Regions from separate parts of the Mus musculus genome. Here region 2 is linked to region 1. A link is a contact called in public Hi-C data. All regions are on one chromosome and are shown on one strand. Each heading gives the region's core, a stretch centred on a gene start, on an enhancer-like site or on the middle of the called end of the contact. The rest is flanking DNA. Distances are from core to core; before and after follow the strand shown. Region 1 has its middle 35 kb from the start of Gm40727. Region 2 overlaps Nuak1 (NUAK family, SNF1-like kinase, 1).

Region 1 (7,807 bases), core at 3,326-5,825:
CACAAAGCATGGGTTATGGATGAACTTGGATGGGATAGCTGCTCTTTAAACATCTCCATGGGATGACACTCACAACCTTTCTTCCCCACTTCTAGCTTTAATGTTATTTTTTTTTATACTACTTATCAAGTAGCCCAGCCTCTGGGGCAAACTCTTCTTGCATATATACTTATTTAAACATCACAACAACCTTGTGATGAAGGTGTCACCATCCTCTTTTTATAGTTCTGGAAATGAAGTCATCAAGAAGTTAAATCACATAGACCAGCCATAGACCAAACATCTGGCTGACTTTTATGGCATTTGTGGTGTGTGTGATGTGTATGTGTGATGTATGTGTGTGATGTATGTATATGTGTGATGTGTGTGTGTTATATATGTTTGATGTGTGTATGTGTCTATTATGTGTGTGTATTTTGTGTGATGTGTGTAGGTATATGTGTGTGTTATGTGCATTATGTGTGTGTGGTGTGTGTGACATGTATGTATTGTGTGTGATGTGTGTGTAATGTGTATGTATGTGTGTGTGATATGATATGTGTGTATGTGTATGTGTGTGTGATGTGTATGATGTGTGTATGTATGTGTGTGATGTGTGTGATGTATGTGTGATTTGGGTGATGTCTATGATGTGTGTGATGTATGATGTGCATGTGATGTGTGTGATGTGTGCGTTGTGTGTTTACAGATGGTTCTCCTGTGCCTAGAATATATCTGAGACAGAGTAATGGGGTGGAGGCATAACTGGAAATAAAACTGGTACTCTTATTCCTTGTTTTCATTCTGGGTCATCGTGTAAAAAGCTTCCAGAGCTTTCCAGAGTACAACTGCTCTAGGCCTCTTAGAGACTAGGAGATGACACCCAGGAATCTGATTTTCATATACTTCCCAGAAGAGTCTGATGAAATCAGCTCAACTGCAGACTGCAGAATCCACACAGCATGCAGTACTACACTGCTTGGCCAAAACTTTCCAGTGTTGAAGGTTTCTACAATGCAAGTAAAACCACAACATATACATGACAATTCATGTAATTTATGAATTGTCCTTTTGAAATGACTCATTTTTCACAATGCTTCCAATTGCTTTCTCCACAATAGCCATCAGAACAGAAGGGTTAGATCTTGGGAGTCAACTGGTTCTTCCTAACACATGCAGTCCTCCCAATTCATCAGGTTTTGGCCTCATTGTCCTTCCTACTGAAGAAAGCAACTCTCTTGATTAATCTAGGAAGTAACTCAAGTTTCTTTAAATGTCAGTTTTGTTTTGTTTTTAAGGAAGTGAGACCAGAACCGACCTCGTTGACCCTGAGATAATCTTATGTCTTGTTTGACAAGGAGGGTGTTCCAGCTTAGCCACACTTAGTCTAAACTGTGAAACTAGGTGAGAATCCTAGATAATACAATCATTCTATGACCAGGAAGCAAAGAGATCCAAGAAGATGAGTTTTGTTCATAACTACTGAGGAATTCTTAGGCCTTGAAAGGAAAATAACATAATATGTGACCAAGATAGGCATGCAATTCTTGGGCCCCAGGGGATGTTAAAACACAGGTACATGATCATTTACTTAGGAAAGTGGAAAGCAGTTCAAGCATCTAGTGAGTGATTCTGGTGGCTTATTTAAGAGTCCAAAATTCCAACAAGATAGTACACTCTGGTGGTTATGGTACCTCGGGTACATCTTATGCCAATACTTGTTTGAAAAGAAGCTAGATACAGAAGAAACTGTTTTCCCCCTCTAGGACAGAGACCATCTCAGAGTCAACAAAATGTTTCCCAGTACTGTAGAATTGGAGCAGGCACAGGATTCGGGTCTTAACATCACACCCAAGGTCTAGTGGACTCTGCTGGACAAGCTTGGCAACCCTTCAGGATGTGAGAATTCTAGGCTAGCCTTGCACTCCTGGATCCAGAGACAGCTGTTTCAATGTGTGTTCAGGCCACCCCTTTATTCTCCTCACGTGACAAACATAAGTCACTGGGCAAGAGTCCACTTGGTCTTTGGTGGAGTTTGGTCTCTAGTCCCACAGTGTCCCAGAGTAGTCAGGGAGTTTCCTAACATTCTTCAGGGAAGTTGTCACTTCCAGCCCTGCCCTGTATTGTATTCCCTTACAGAGTTAGATGTTAGGGAATTGATCTCATTGAATTTCCCCAAGATCATACATTGAGGTGCAAAGCAGGGCTCAAGCTTGACGTGTCCCAGAAGACTGACTGTCGCAACACACAAGTTCCCAAGTAGACACCAAAGGGCAGAGGAAGGCTGCACAGATCACAGGGCTGAGATGGTTTATGTCCCTAAAGACTTTCCTGATTTTACACCTCAGAAGAGTGAAATGTGAAGGGCAGACATGAGGATCAGGATTGGAGTGTTTGCCTGGCATGTGTAAGACATGGCCCAAGGGAAGTGGCACTTTTAGGAAGTGTGGTCTTGTTGGAATAATTGTTGCCTTGTTGGAGGAAGCGTATCACTGTTTACATGGGCTTTGAGGTCTCCTGGTGCTCATGTTGCACCCAGTGTGGAAAAGAGCCCTTCCTTCTGGTTTCCTGGGGAAGACAGCCTCCTTCTGGCTGACTTTAGATCAAGATAGAGAACTCTTGGCAACTCTAGCACCACGTCTGCCTGCATGCTGCCATGCTCCCTACTATGATGATAAAGGACTGACCCTCTGGAACTATAAGGCAGCCTCAGTTGACTTTTGGTAGCATGTACATTTCACTTAGGCTTGAAGAGATGAGTTTTGCTGAACTTCTTCCAAAATGCTCGCATGGGTATTTTCCTTTTCCTTGATGTCTAGTCATCCCCAGTGAACTTAATCCAGCCTTTCATCTCTACATGCACCCAAAAGGCTTTCTCTAAGATCTCTGATGTATATTACCTCACTTAATCCAATAGCAAGTTTCGGTCCCCATTTGACTGGACCCCCCTAGCAATATGCAAATATATTCTTTGTGCTTTGGTGGCAATTTATTCCACCTATGTAATCTTATTCATTTATATTTTGTGGTTCTGGGGATTGAACCCAGGGCTTTACAAGTGGTTTGCCGCTAAACTATCCCTCTATCCTCTAAAACTCTTAATTCTCTAATATGTAAAAATACAACTGAGACTCCCTCTTTCCTAAGGTTATGATGAGAATTATAGAAAGTGTGTAGCAGAGTGATCGGCACATGGGAAATATGCTGCACAATTGCGAGTTGCTATTCCTGGAAATTCTTCTCTCTATCTTTGAATGCAAGTGTGGTGGTTTGAATATACTTGGCCCAGGGAGTGCACTATTTGGAGGTGTGACTTTGTTGGAGTGGGTGAGGCCTTGCTGGAGGAAATGAGTCTTTGTGGGCTTGGGCTTTAAGACCCTCCTCCTAGTTGCCTGGATCTGGAATTTACTTTGTCCCAAGCTGACTTTGACTCAGGGATCAGCTTGCCTCAGTATCCTAGGGTTAAAGGTGTGTACTACCTTGCCTGGGCCTAAAATTTTCATGGCCACTATGCCTCAAGAACTCCATGTCAAGATCCAGGTCAGAAGTCTGTGTCCTTCTAGACTTAAGATCTGGATCACAGGTGTGCCCTCCATTTCTGGATTGTAGTTCATTCCAGATGTAGTCAAGTTGACAACCAGGAATAGCCATCACAGAAAGTATTAGAGAAGACCATAGTAGTTGAGAAAATAAAGAGGACTTGTCACCCACCCAACTAAAGAGCTTCTGAGTTACCCAATGGCTTTTAGACAATGCTTGTCATGCCTGAACCAGAGCACAAAATCTCCTTTCCTTTCTGTTTTCAACCTCTGGTGACACCCTCCCAGCACAAGGTTCTCCTACAGAACAAAGAATCCCTGGAAAACCATCAGCTGGAAGGAAAGCTGATTTTCTCAGTGCTTCTTTTTAAAAAGCAGCTGAGCTTCTGCCTTCAAAGCCTCCTGCAATCTCCATCCTGAATACACAGATTTGGACTGGATTATATGCCCTAAACCCTGAATGACTCTGATCATCGTGACAGGGGACACCATACTGAGCATTAATCAATCCAGGGGCTTTTCTGGGCTAGTGATATAGACAACTGCTTGTGAAAGGTGAATGACAAAGTAAAAAGTAAAGTGATGTTATAAAGAGGAAAAGGAAATGGAACTTTGTTAGCCTCAAATAGCAAAATGTCCAGTACACCATTTATAGGGCTCCACATTCCCCACTTTGCTTCCCAAGTTCTTCAGAATGTTTTTCTATTCTCAGAGAGTCTATAGGGCTGTGCCAGTTGTTTCTAGCTTCTCCTTCCCATTGCAGAGTAAGTTCCTTGAACACAGGGGTCTCTGCCTTATTCATCTTTGGCCTCAGCCCCCACCACAGACACTGACATTTAGTATGTGTGCATCCAATGCCTAAATAAGCATAGTTGAGTGGAGATGAAATTCTTCTTGCTTAATGGAAAAGTTTATTCCTGTAGCAGTGGGAATGGAATCCCGGCAAGAGACTGGAAGTCAATCTGTCTCTATAAATTCCAATGCTCATGCCCAGGACTTCCACTGGACAGATGCTTTTTGCATTGTGAAACACCCAAGCATGTGGGCTGCCTGGAATCACGTGTTTGCTTCATCTTTCCTCACCCCATTTCCTGGGAAGGAGCAGAGCCTGTGGGGCCCCAGTGCTCTCTGCATGTTTTCCGTTTCATGTTTCAGCCAATAAATGAGAAGGCTCCCTCGCAGGCCACTTAACGTGTATTACAGACATTTCCTTGGACAAGTGGACTCTTCTCTCTCTGGGAGCCCAAAGCCTGAATGATCTGCAGACCCAACCAAGCCACAATCAGAACACCCAGCAGCTGAGGAAAGATTGCTTTGAGTTTTACATTGTGACTTGAAGGCAAGCTGTTTGGCCTCAGAATATATCAGGGTTTCACAGCACAGGTGGGTCTGCCTTGAGCAGGGAAAGCCTGCACATCTGGAGGAGTGAACATCTGGATGACCCCACCCATGGATAACACAGTCATCAGTGGGACTGGGGCATTGGGTCATTCCTTTCCTCCCAACTCCTTTCTTCTTACTTCAATTTTAGCTCTTTTTTTTTTTTTTTTGAGACTGAACAAGGGGAACTTTTGCAGGAATAAAAGAAAGAGTTGCTTCTGAATCTAGTTTCCAATTCCAGACTCATCATTACTAGCCAAAGCAAGATGAAATTAAAAACTAGGGTTTGGCTATCCAGTGCAACAAGCTGAAATCTAAGGCTATAATACATAAAACACAGCCTCTTGCAAAACTAAAATTCCCTGCAAAGCCACAGAGCACAAAAATAGCATCTGGTTCTTCTGCAAAAGTAACCACTTTTCCTCCACACCAGAGCTAACCCAAGAGATCCAAGTGGTGCTTGCTACTGTCCATCTAATCGGAGAAAGAAGGGAACAATAAAACAAGAAAGTGAGACTGATGCTCTGAGAATGGAAAACTAGAAGGTTAGAATGGGGTGGGGGAGGCAGGAATGTTCTATTTCGAAGAGAGGAATCCAGGAGGGGGAACAGTGTCAAAACCACCAAGGCGCCAGGTTTGTCTGGCAGTACAGCCTCTCCCAGGAGACACGTGCTTACAAACCATAACACTGACCACGCTCTGCCCCCCCCCCAAATTCTTTCTATTCTAAAATGGAAATTGCAAAGGGACTTTTATGTTTGTTTTCTCAAACCCTCTTTTCCTCTGAGTGATGAATCTCGAACATTTTCCTCTAAGCAACACAATGCCCAAGTGTTACCGGGCTGTTTATAGTATCCAATGACCTTCCAAGCCCCTAATGTTTATGATATGTGAATTGAGAATATCCGAGAACAGTTTGTCTATCTAGTGGAATTTTAACTTTCCCATTTTTGCTTGACACTTGAAGCATCAATAAAATGAGATCATGTCAACTCACATCTCACTGGATGAAAGTCAAGCCTTGTAATGGGGCTGGGCATCAGAAACAGGATTCAGATGTTGGGGATTGGTTCTAATGCTTTGTCTTAAATCTGTGCTTGTAGACCTGAGAGTCCCTGCCCCCAGCTGGCTTCAATTGGTAATAGAGAATTACTGTACAGCCATTGGCAGAGAGACGGGGCAGAACTTTTAGGTTTTGTGGGCAAGAGAGAGAGAGAGAGAGAGAGAGAGAGAGAGAGAGAGAGAGAGAGAGAGAGAGAGAGAGAGAGAAGAAGAAGAAGAAGAAGGAGGAGGAGGAGGAGGAGGAGGAGGAAGAGGAGGAGGAGGAGGAGGAGGAGGAGGAGGAGGAGGAGGAGGAGGAGGAGGAGGCAGAAGTGCTAGGAGGGGAACCAGAGGGATTAGGTGTAGGAGTGAATCCCAAAAAATGGTCCTAGTGGGCACTCCCCCACTGGGTCTGGGGTAACAGGAATGAAATGTTGACTTAGCAAGTTGACACAGGAAAGTTGAAGGAGAGAATTATTCTAGCCACGGGGAGGATTAGAAATGTTCAGCCATTGAGCTAGTCAAGGCATACAAAAATTAGTTGGTGTGTGTGTGTGTGTGTGTGTGTGTGTGTGTGTGTGTGTGTGTGTGTGTGTGTCTCATTTGGGAAACCAGAGAGCTCTTAGGTGGGTACAGCACACACATGATCTTCAAGAAGCCAAAGCAGTTTAACCAATATACCACTACAGAAGTGTGCAATGTGGCAGGAAAAAACCCACTATTCAAAATTATTTATAGATTCTCAGATGGAATATACACATACCATGATATAAGATCAGGAGAAGGGAAGGATTGGCTTCTTAACGGGCTACAGATTTTGACTGACCCAAGTGGAGATTTCTTCCCATAGTTCACTAGTACAAAGAGTTTGGGCTCAGAGAGCCCCTGGGAGTCCCTGCTGTGCAAAGAGACAGGCTAGCTGCTCAGAGGAAGGCAGAGACAGGCAGAAAATAGAAACTGCCTGCCTCCTACAACCAGATAAATAAAGAATAGAGATATATACAATTTGATTTAACCATTTTTAAGGATAGAAGGGAGTATAATGATAATTATTTAAATGTTCTTAAGTATACATAGATGAATAAATATTTATTTGGGGGCTTCTGACCTTAAATTATATGTCAAAGAGCAGGGGGTAAGTAGAAAAAACTTGCCTCAGACAGATAATAGAAGCCTATGTTAATTCAAGTTATATAGAGAAAAGGGACATATGTACCCACAGATATATTAAACTCCATAGAAGAGAGGATTTCAGTGTACTTAGATGGATAAATAATTGGAGGCTTTTGATCTTAAATTATAGGTCAAAAAGCAGGGGATAGGTAGCCTAACCTATCTCAGACATTAGAAACTTAGACCTTGGTCTCACTATTAAAAATTAATCTTGTGAGAACAAAACAGGAGATAGAGGAGAAGCTCTGCCTCATCAGATAATATCTGTTTAGATTGCCTTAATTGCTTTATGTTTTTTTAATTACCAAAATGAAGATGATTATAAAGTTGGTGGCATCTATGATACTAAAACTCCTCTGGGAGAGAGGTCATGCTATACCTTTAATCCATTAATGGTTTTCAGTTACTAGACCAAGGACATGCTATTTTGGGAGAGATGTTCTTTATTTGCTTTGATAGGAAAGGAGAAAAGACTTTGGACCCCTTCCAGATGGCATGGATCTGAGGTGACAGGGGAAGACTCCCCTGAAGATTTTGGCTACAGAAAGGAAAGATTCGAAGAAAATCAAACAGGGCAGGCAACTTGATTTGCTGCTTCCTCAACGTGGGAACAGCCCAATAACTGGCTTAGACATAAAAATGTCTCTAGCCAAAACTTCAGCTAAAATTAGAAAATAAATCTTATTGGTTGGGGA
Region 2 (7,807 bases), core at 3,186-5,685, 270 kb before region 1:
AGAAAGACAACAGCAACCTCTGGTCTGCGCTGCGCATGCACGCACAGGTATCCCGGCACTCTTCCTTGTGCCCCCACCCCCATAAACGAACATACACACCACACGCATTCACTAAAACAAGTCAATTGTGCTGCTTGGCTTTCAGAAATGTGCAGAGCTAAAAATAAACAGGAGTTTGGTGATTCTAGGCACAGCTCCCAGCCTCACATTTCCAGTGCCTTTGTGTATCTGAGGATGTCTGAGTGAGCCTCTCTGATGTTACCAGCAGGTTATTTAACGCCCCAGGCTGTGTGCAGGCCGTGAAGTCACCCATCCGCTTTGGCTTCTGTGGCCCTTGCGTCACCCACAGGCTCACCTTGAGCCAGGGCAAGTGAAATGCTTCCTGGCAGCAAGGTTCCCATATGCCAGAGGTAAATGATCCAGCCACGGGCTTCCTGCAGGAAGCGGCTCACTTTTAACTGCCCTCTGTATACACAGGCAGCTCATTGCTTCTGTCAGTTATTTGGTATGTAATGTGACTGTGCCATATTTAAGTTAAAGAATAGTAAGAGCCAATGTGTTGGTGACTTAAGCTGACAATTCTTTTGTTGGTTCAGTTGTTTGTTTGTTTGTTTTTCCGAGACTGGGTTTCTCTGTGTGGCCTGGGTTGGCCTTGGACTCATAGAGATCTGCCTGCTTCTGCCTCCCCCAGAGTGCTGGGATTAAAATTGTGTGCCACCACTGTCTAGCAAGATTACAATTCTTAAGTCTCAGAACATAGTAGACTCACCCGAGACATAAAGCCTTTGATATAGTGGGTTCCAGGCCAGCCAAGGAAACATAGTTAGACCTACTCTTAACACAGACAAGCCTCTCCTTCATCACCCACCCTGTCAATCCCTTTAAACAGAACAAACCAAACCCTGTGATAGATACCAGGCATCCCCTGCCCCGTCCCACCCCCCTCACTGCATTTTAACCCTGCTTTGCTCTCTTCCATTTGGAGCATCCACTGCCCATCTCCTGACAGACCGACCACTGGTTCAGAGAGCCTGCCTGCCCTTCCGAGGGCAACTCCTTACTCACAGTTGGCACGATCGCCCAACACTACCTTCCCGCGTGTTTCCTTTTTGCCCTTCTTGGTTTCTGCCAGGTCAGCCATGGCCACTAGCTTGTGTTTCATAAACCCTGATACAACACCGGGGGATCTGCCCTGAGGTCTCTTAGTCCTCAGCTCCTCTTCTTGCAGCATTGGTACTCTGCATGGACTTTCTTGGCACAGCCCTTGCAGGGCGGGATGGGGTGGGGGGTGGAGGGGAAGGTGGTAGTGGTGGGATGACACAAAACAGGAAGAGTGACTGAGTAGACAAAGATGTCCCCAGTATTTGCTCTGAGCTGGCCCAAAACTTTCACTGTTTAAAATCTGGAGCTAAACCACATTGTTTTTTCATAGCAGAAGAAAAATTGAAATCATCCAAGGAATTATTTTGTTTCTAATGGTAGTTTTAGGAAAGACGGGGTAGAGAACAGGTCTGTATTTCTCAGAACTTCTTGCAGGGGTGGGCTGCCTTAGGGCACACACATCCAGTTCTTGGCTTTCCTCTATTCCTTGTCTGCAAAAACACCCATGTAGGAACATGAATAAACAGGCTAGCAAGGAAGGCCGAGGAGCCACCTGCCCTGAGGCAGAGCTGGCATGGGCCCTATGTGGCCTGTTGGATCCTGGCAGCTTGTTGCTCCTCCACACAGAGTGGAGGGTCACTGAATTGATTAGGGTTTGGGTTGCAACATAGGCTTCTGGGTGGCATTATCATGATCCAGGCAGGGGTTTCTGAATCAAGGCCCTCTGGTGATCTGGGGAATCTGGGGTGTGTGTGGCCCATATGGAGAAGTCTGTCGAGCTCCAGGGTGAAAGCCCCAGACACTGGCCCTACCACATGGCTGCCTGCTTCCCTGCTTTGGAGCCTGGGCTCCCTGGTAAGAAGCGAAGACCACGTTCACTGCCTCTGATTACGTATCCTGTGGCTCCTTCGGTGGTACATGGAATGGGAACGTGGCAGGTGTGAGCTCACACCTTGTGAACGGCAGAGCAGATGGGTTGCCAGCTGGCATTGCTGGGATTAGATGCTCTCCTGTTCTAAGTGATGCTTATGATCTGCCTGTCCCTGGGAGCCTCACTCCCCCAGACCCCTCCTTCAGAGCCCTAGCCCCTCATTCCCAAGGAGCCCCATCCTACTGGCCTTTGAAAACTCTGGATTCTTCAACACTTGCCAGTGTCAATGTTCTGACTTTGTTGTTGTTACTTTAGTTTTGTTTGTTTCTATGTTTTGAGAAAAGCACATCACTGTATAGCCCCGATTGGCCTGGGAACTCCCTAACTCACTATATAGATGAGGCTGGCCTTGAACTCACAGGGATCCTCCTGCCTCTGCTATGGAGTGCTGGGGTTAAAGACAGGCACCACCTTCCTTGACCCTTGCCATACTCATCCTCCTTGTATCCACAGCCTCTCGGCTCAGTGTCTCACTATATAATGTTGTAGTTAGGGCCAAATGAAATACGTTCTGTGGGCTCTCTGTGAACACGTGCTAAATGTCTGTTATTGCTCTTACTAGGAACACCATCAGGAGTTTGGCTTGATGGCATAGACTGGTATCCAAGCCACCTAGGAGGCTGAGGCTAGCAGGGAACGAGTTTAAGAGTCGTTTGAGCATAGACCTATTTCCAGGACAGTCTTGGCAAGCCAGAGAGACCCTGTATCTAAAAGAATACGTGAAATAGAGTGGGTCACGTGGCTCAAAGTGCTTACTTAGTATGCCCCAGGCCCCAGTTCAATCTCCAACACAGCAAAAAAGAACAAAAAATGTTAGCTATTTACTATGAATGTTACTGTGTCAGGACCACAGACAAGCAGTCAGAGGAGGCTCCCAAAACCCATGGTCCCTTGGAGAGCATCACTGCTTTGCTGAGAGCTCACTACCTTGGCGAGCATCACTGCTTTGCTGAGAGCTCACTACAGAGAATCCCAGGTTCTACCCCACACTTCTAGATCCAGAGAATATGCTTTAACGAGATGCCCAAGCATGCCATATTTAAGAGGTCCTGCTTTAGAATATTATCTGCAGGCCAATATAGGGCAGGGCATGACTACTCATTCCTGTGAGGGGACTGGGAAACCGGAGGGACCATCACTACCTTGGTTAGAGTAGAGTCTCCTCCGTGAGCTAGAGCAGGGCCTACTGTACACTAGCATCCTTTCCATGGTCTCTCTGGAAATGTATTACGTTGTCCACCAGTGTTTGCCGTTGTATAAGAATGGAGGAGGATGGGGGGAGATGATGAGGGGGAACAGCCCATGCTATGACTTGCTGTGCTAATGACTCCTTGACCATGGGACAGAACCTGCATCACTGTATCCTTCAACCAGGCCTGCTTTGTAAACACTACCATTCAGTGAACAGATGTCCAGGCTCTTCAACCCCATTTACAGGTGAGGAAAGAGAGAGCTGTGGGGTCTGGGATTGCCCAAAGCTACATCCCTCCAGGAACAAGCCTGAGCAAACGGCCTCTGTCTTTCTTTCTCCTGCCCTTGCCCCACTTATCACCAGGATTTCAGCATCCACTGAACAGCTATCTTGGAAGAGGATGCCCGCAGGCTGCAGAGCAGGTGGCATGGGGGGATTAGTCAATGAAAGAAAGCCTGCCAACCTCATAGAGGAGACTGAGTCTGTTATGTTTAACAAGAGATGGGAATTGGCTGGGCCGAGTGTGCCTTTGACAGCACTCAGCACAGGGCAGAATTCACAACTCCCTGGCTAAGCCTGCTGCTACTGCATAAGGTTTCTACATTAAACTATAGGGTGACCTTTTTTAAAAGCAGACTGTTTTACACATCGCATAGTGCTGTCTAGACTGGGCAACGTTTATGAACGTGGCTGTAGTGTGACACACACACACACACACACACACACACACACACACACACACACACCCCTGAGCCTCTCGCCCCAAGCTCACCCTCAGCCTTGTGCTAGAAAGAAGTGGACCTGGGGTAGGGGAAGATGTATAATTTAAGATATGTGGTCATTCCATTTATTCACTCCTTCTCTCTGTGAGTTCTGAGAGATGTGAGAGGTGAAAAACTGGAGAGAGGGGCTTTCCTCTGTCGTGCCACACGAGGTTGCATAGTTCTTAGATGGCTTGGCCGCGGGAGGAGTGACATCATTTCTCTTTGTAATTGTTGTTCTTCAACAGTTCACCTGTGTTTCCCTACCACCTCTTGCCTTGAGGGCATGGTGGCTGTGTCCTCCTGCATGTGTGGCCTAGTCAGGGACAGGCGTTCAAAAAGGAAGAAAAAAAAAAAAAAGAATGAACATTCACAGTCATGAAGGCTGAGATCATGGCCCGTTCATTGCATTTCTTTGTTTAGCTGGTGGGGATTTGGAAGAAGGAAGTTGCGCTGGTGACTACATTACAAAACCAGTCTCTCTCTAGTCCTGCCTGTACTTTGGGGCAAGCAAATGTGATCTCCATGTGTAAGCACATCTCTTGCTGTGTCTTGAGGAACTAGCAGGAATTTCAAGTTTGCTTTAAGGAAGAGAGGAGGTTCTACTTACGGGATGCTAACTCAGAGTAAAAGCGGCTAATGTTTACCGAGCAGTTACCTGGTCCAAGCATGGTCTTAAGCACCTGCCATGCAGTGTTTGCAGGGCCCTCGAAGCAGATTCTGTTAGTTCCTTACGAATGGATGAAGAAACTGGGGCATGGAGAGGTTATGCAACCGGCCCAAGGCCACACAGCTAGAGGATGGTTTTAGCCAGGGCACCGAGCCATGTTTCTATCCTTTACCTCGTAGCATCTGTGCACTGGCCCAGCTTATCCTTCAGCTTCTGGAGGCAGATACCCACTTACGGATTGTGGTTATGGGTCTCTGTTCTTAACACCCTTTTAAAAGTGTCCCATTTGGTTGTCTGGGTCCTATACAAATAGTCCTGGTGTGCAGCAAACAAGAGAAGAAGAAAGAGGACTTTAGTTGTTATCTAATGTCCTGAAGTGAGTGGAGGGTCTAGAAGGAGTGACGTGGCAGTGCCAGTCAGAGGGAAGACACACAGCAGAGGCTGGCATGAGCTGGATGCCGTATCACAGCACACAGAGCACCTCACAGAATCTGGCTTGCAAGTTAGATGGTTAATGAGTGCTGACTCTCAGGATTCTTGTGTTTGTTTCTTGGTTTGCCACTAGTTGGCTGGCTGACCTTGGAAGGGTCATCTCCACAGTGGAGGCCAGCCTCTGCTTTGGCAGTTACAGTCCGTTTGTTCAGTGGTTCCTGGCTTTCGTTTCTCCTGTATTCCCACCCGGCCCATTTGCAATGGGAACAACATTTTCAATGGAAGACGCAGTGCATTCCCAGAGAGGTTTCTGTTAGAAGGACAGTCACCCTGGTTTTTAACGATTGTGGTGCCCTTTGAGTTTCTGCAGTGCTGAGTGGGGCTTGATGAGAATGTGAGCGCTTCCCTCTCATGCCCGGCTAGAAGTATTGCCTTGCCAGGGGCACCACAAGGCTCTTGGCCTGCCGCTGGACTCTTGCAGGGCCTGGACAGTGGGCTCATTTTCTCATGTGTTAGAATGTCCTTACCTCTCTGACCCTGGATGATGAAGGAATGTGTTACTATCGTGATTTGACAGTTGGGCTTCCTTGAGGTCAAGCTCAGCGTGCTGCGTACCCAGAGGAGGGTGGTGGTTTCTGACCTTGGCCCATCTTTAGTTTTTGAAGGAATGTGGAAGTTGGCCCAGCAGCCACCCACATCCTCCAGGGCCTGTGTGTGTTCAGTGTCTGCTTCATCCAGGAATCAGCTCCCAGGATACAGGCCTCACTCAGCCAAGATAAAGCTTCTTAGTCCTGCTTTCCCAAATCTGATGTAGCAGCGGAGGATCATCTGGCTGCATACTGAATGGGGCTGTCACGAGGGCCTGGGTAGCTCTGAGCCTGGCACTGCGGTTACAAGGGGCCCCGGGGCCGTAAGGCTCCTTCTTCTCTGTGCAGTTTCCTTTAACCAGTCCCAGGGTCTACCCAGGAGCTAAAGAGGGTGGTGCCTCCATTGGGTCCCCATCTGTGCTTGTCTGAGCCACTTTTGATCAGCAAATGGGAACAGGATGCCAAGGGATCAGAGATCATGGTCATGTGGTTTTTGGACAGCATCATTAAGCTTCTGCTCTCCCATTTTAAGATACTTTTATTTATTCATTTATTTGTGTGTGTGTGTGTGTGCATGTGTGGTATATGTGTGCATGAATATGTGGATGTGTGTGGTGTGATGTGTGCATGTGGATCTGTGCGTGGTGTGATGTGTGCATGCATGTGTGTGCATTTGTGTATGTGCATGTGTGAGCATGTGTGTGTGAGATCTCAGGTAGACATACTTTCACGAAGATGTGTTTTTATTTGTAGTTGACGGGAGCTGGGCAGGGCAGGAGTTGAAGTGCTCAGGGATGTGGGTACATTCCTGCTGTGGTGGGCTGGGAGCCACCTTGTGATATCACCTGTCAGGATGTAGTCGGTTGTAAACTGCTTCTCACGTGGCCTTGTTCTTTTGCAGATAACACCGTGTATTCTTACCTAGAGGAATGGGCTAGCTGCCTCTCTCTCACCTAGGATAGGATGCTCATGTGAGAGACATAGGCCAGGGGAGGGCACATTTAAGGAACTAAGCAGACTTACAGTGTGGCAGCCGAAGGTTGTTAGGCTCCCTGCTTTTGTCCCTTGCCAACTTGTTTGCGAACAGAGAGAGATCCATTCCTCATTAGGCTCCTGTTGCCGGCTGATGTTTCTTTTCACGTGTCTGAGGAGTCTGCGGACTGGCCCTGGTGTTCTCCACAACTTTGGATTCATGGGCACTTGGGGCTTTTGGAATTGACGGGCTGGTCCCAGAGTGAGGCTGTCCCACTGTTTGCTTTGTCCTGGTTTGTCTCTGGAGGATTGTCTGTTACGCGCTTTGTAATGGGATGCTCCTGTAATAGGATGTCTGGAGGAGGATGGAGGAAGGATTTACACATTTTAAGCAAATGTGTAAGCAGGGCTGAGATTGGGTTTTCAGAATGAGGCTCTGAAGGCTGAACTGGCTCTGGGATTGGCCACCCAGTGATTTTTTTCTTCTCTTTAAGTCATTGTCTCAGCCTCACAAGGAACTAAATGCTTCCAATTTCACCTTCCATAATCACAATCACCCTGCGAAGCCACCTCAACTTTGCCCCCTCTTCCCCTCTAAAGGATGGATCGGATCCCTAGACTAAATGAACTGCTGCCGCTGCTAATGAGGAAGAAGATGAAGACCCAAGCCCTGGGTGTTTATAAACGGAACACATTGCAGGGGTTGTTCTGGAGTGGTTGTGGTGGTTGTCAGTTTGGCCAACAAGCAACATCTGCACTTACTTTCCACCCCCAGCAACAATGGTTGATTTGCTTCTGTTTAGTCCTCTGAGTAACGTTTCCTTTCCTGACTTTATAGGTTGCTATAAAATCCATCCGTAAGGACAAAATTAAGGACGAGCTAGACATGGTTCACATCAGACGAGAGATTGAGATCATGTCATCCCTCAACCATCCTCATATCATCAGTATTTATGAAGGTCAGTGACTCTCTTTCTCCTACTTCTGTATTAGTTACCGCTTCACATTCCGCAGGGGCCTTGCCAAGACTTTGAGGTAATTGCCCTTCTGGGCAGGAGCCAAATATTTTGCTTCATGATATAAAAATAGCCAAGCGTTATCTCCTATCTGGTTACGTTGAATGCAACCAGATACACATAGGGCAGCTCATCTGAGTCATAA

Evidence for each region. A called contact is a pair of places that touch in the nucleus more often than the background predicts.
Region 2: a contact with region 1 is called in a Hi-C map of bone marrow-derived macrophages, with 29 read pairs. The contact joins two enhancer-like sites. A contact is called at or near these places in 1 of 484 Hi-C or Micro-C datasets (bone marrow-derived macrophages) and 4 of 115 datasets of contacts at active chromatin or transcription factors (embryonic stem cells, large pre-B cells and microglia).

What each region holds. Positions count from the first base shown.
Region 1 is chr10:84,140,994-84,148,800 of GRCm38.p6, reverse strand. No RefSeq gene overlaps it. Among named protein-coding and RNA genes, the nearest start is that of Gm40727, 35 kb to the right of the region's middle. Within about 2 kb of position 4,575, at least 21 of the 459 cell types and tissues checked have an H3K27ac peak or open chromatin away from gene starts, as enhancers often do. A contact at or near this core is called in bone marrow-derived macrophages, where this site is marked.
Region 2 is chr10:84,409,414-84,417,220 of GRCm38.p6, reverse strand. It overlaps Nuak1 (NUAK family, SNF1-like kinase, 1), which reads left to right. Exons shown (of 7, transcript NM_001004363.2): 2 at 7,485-7,605. Among named protein-coding and RNA genes, the nearest start is that of Nuak1, 27 kb to the left of the region's middle. Within about 2 kb of position 4,435, at least 74 of the 459 cell types and tissues checked have an H3K27ac peak or open chromatin away from gene starts, as enhancers often do. A contact at or near this core is called in bone marrow-derived macrophages, where this site is marked.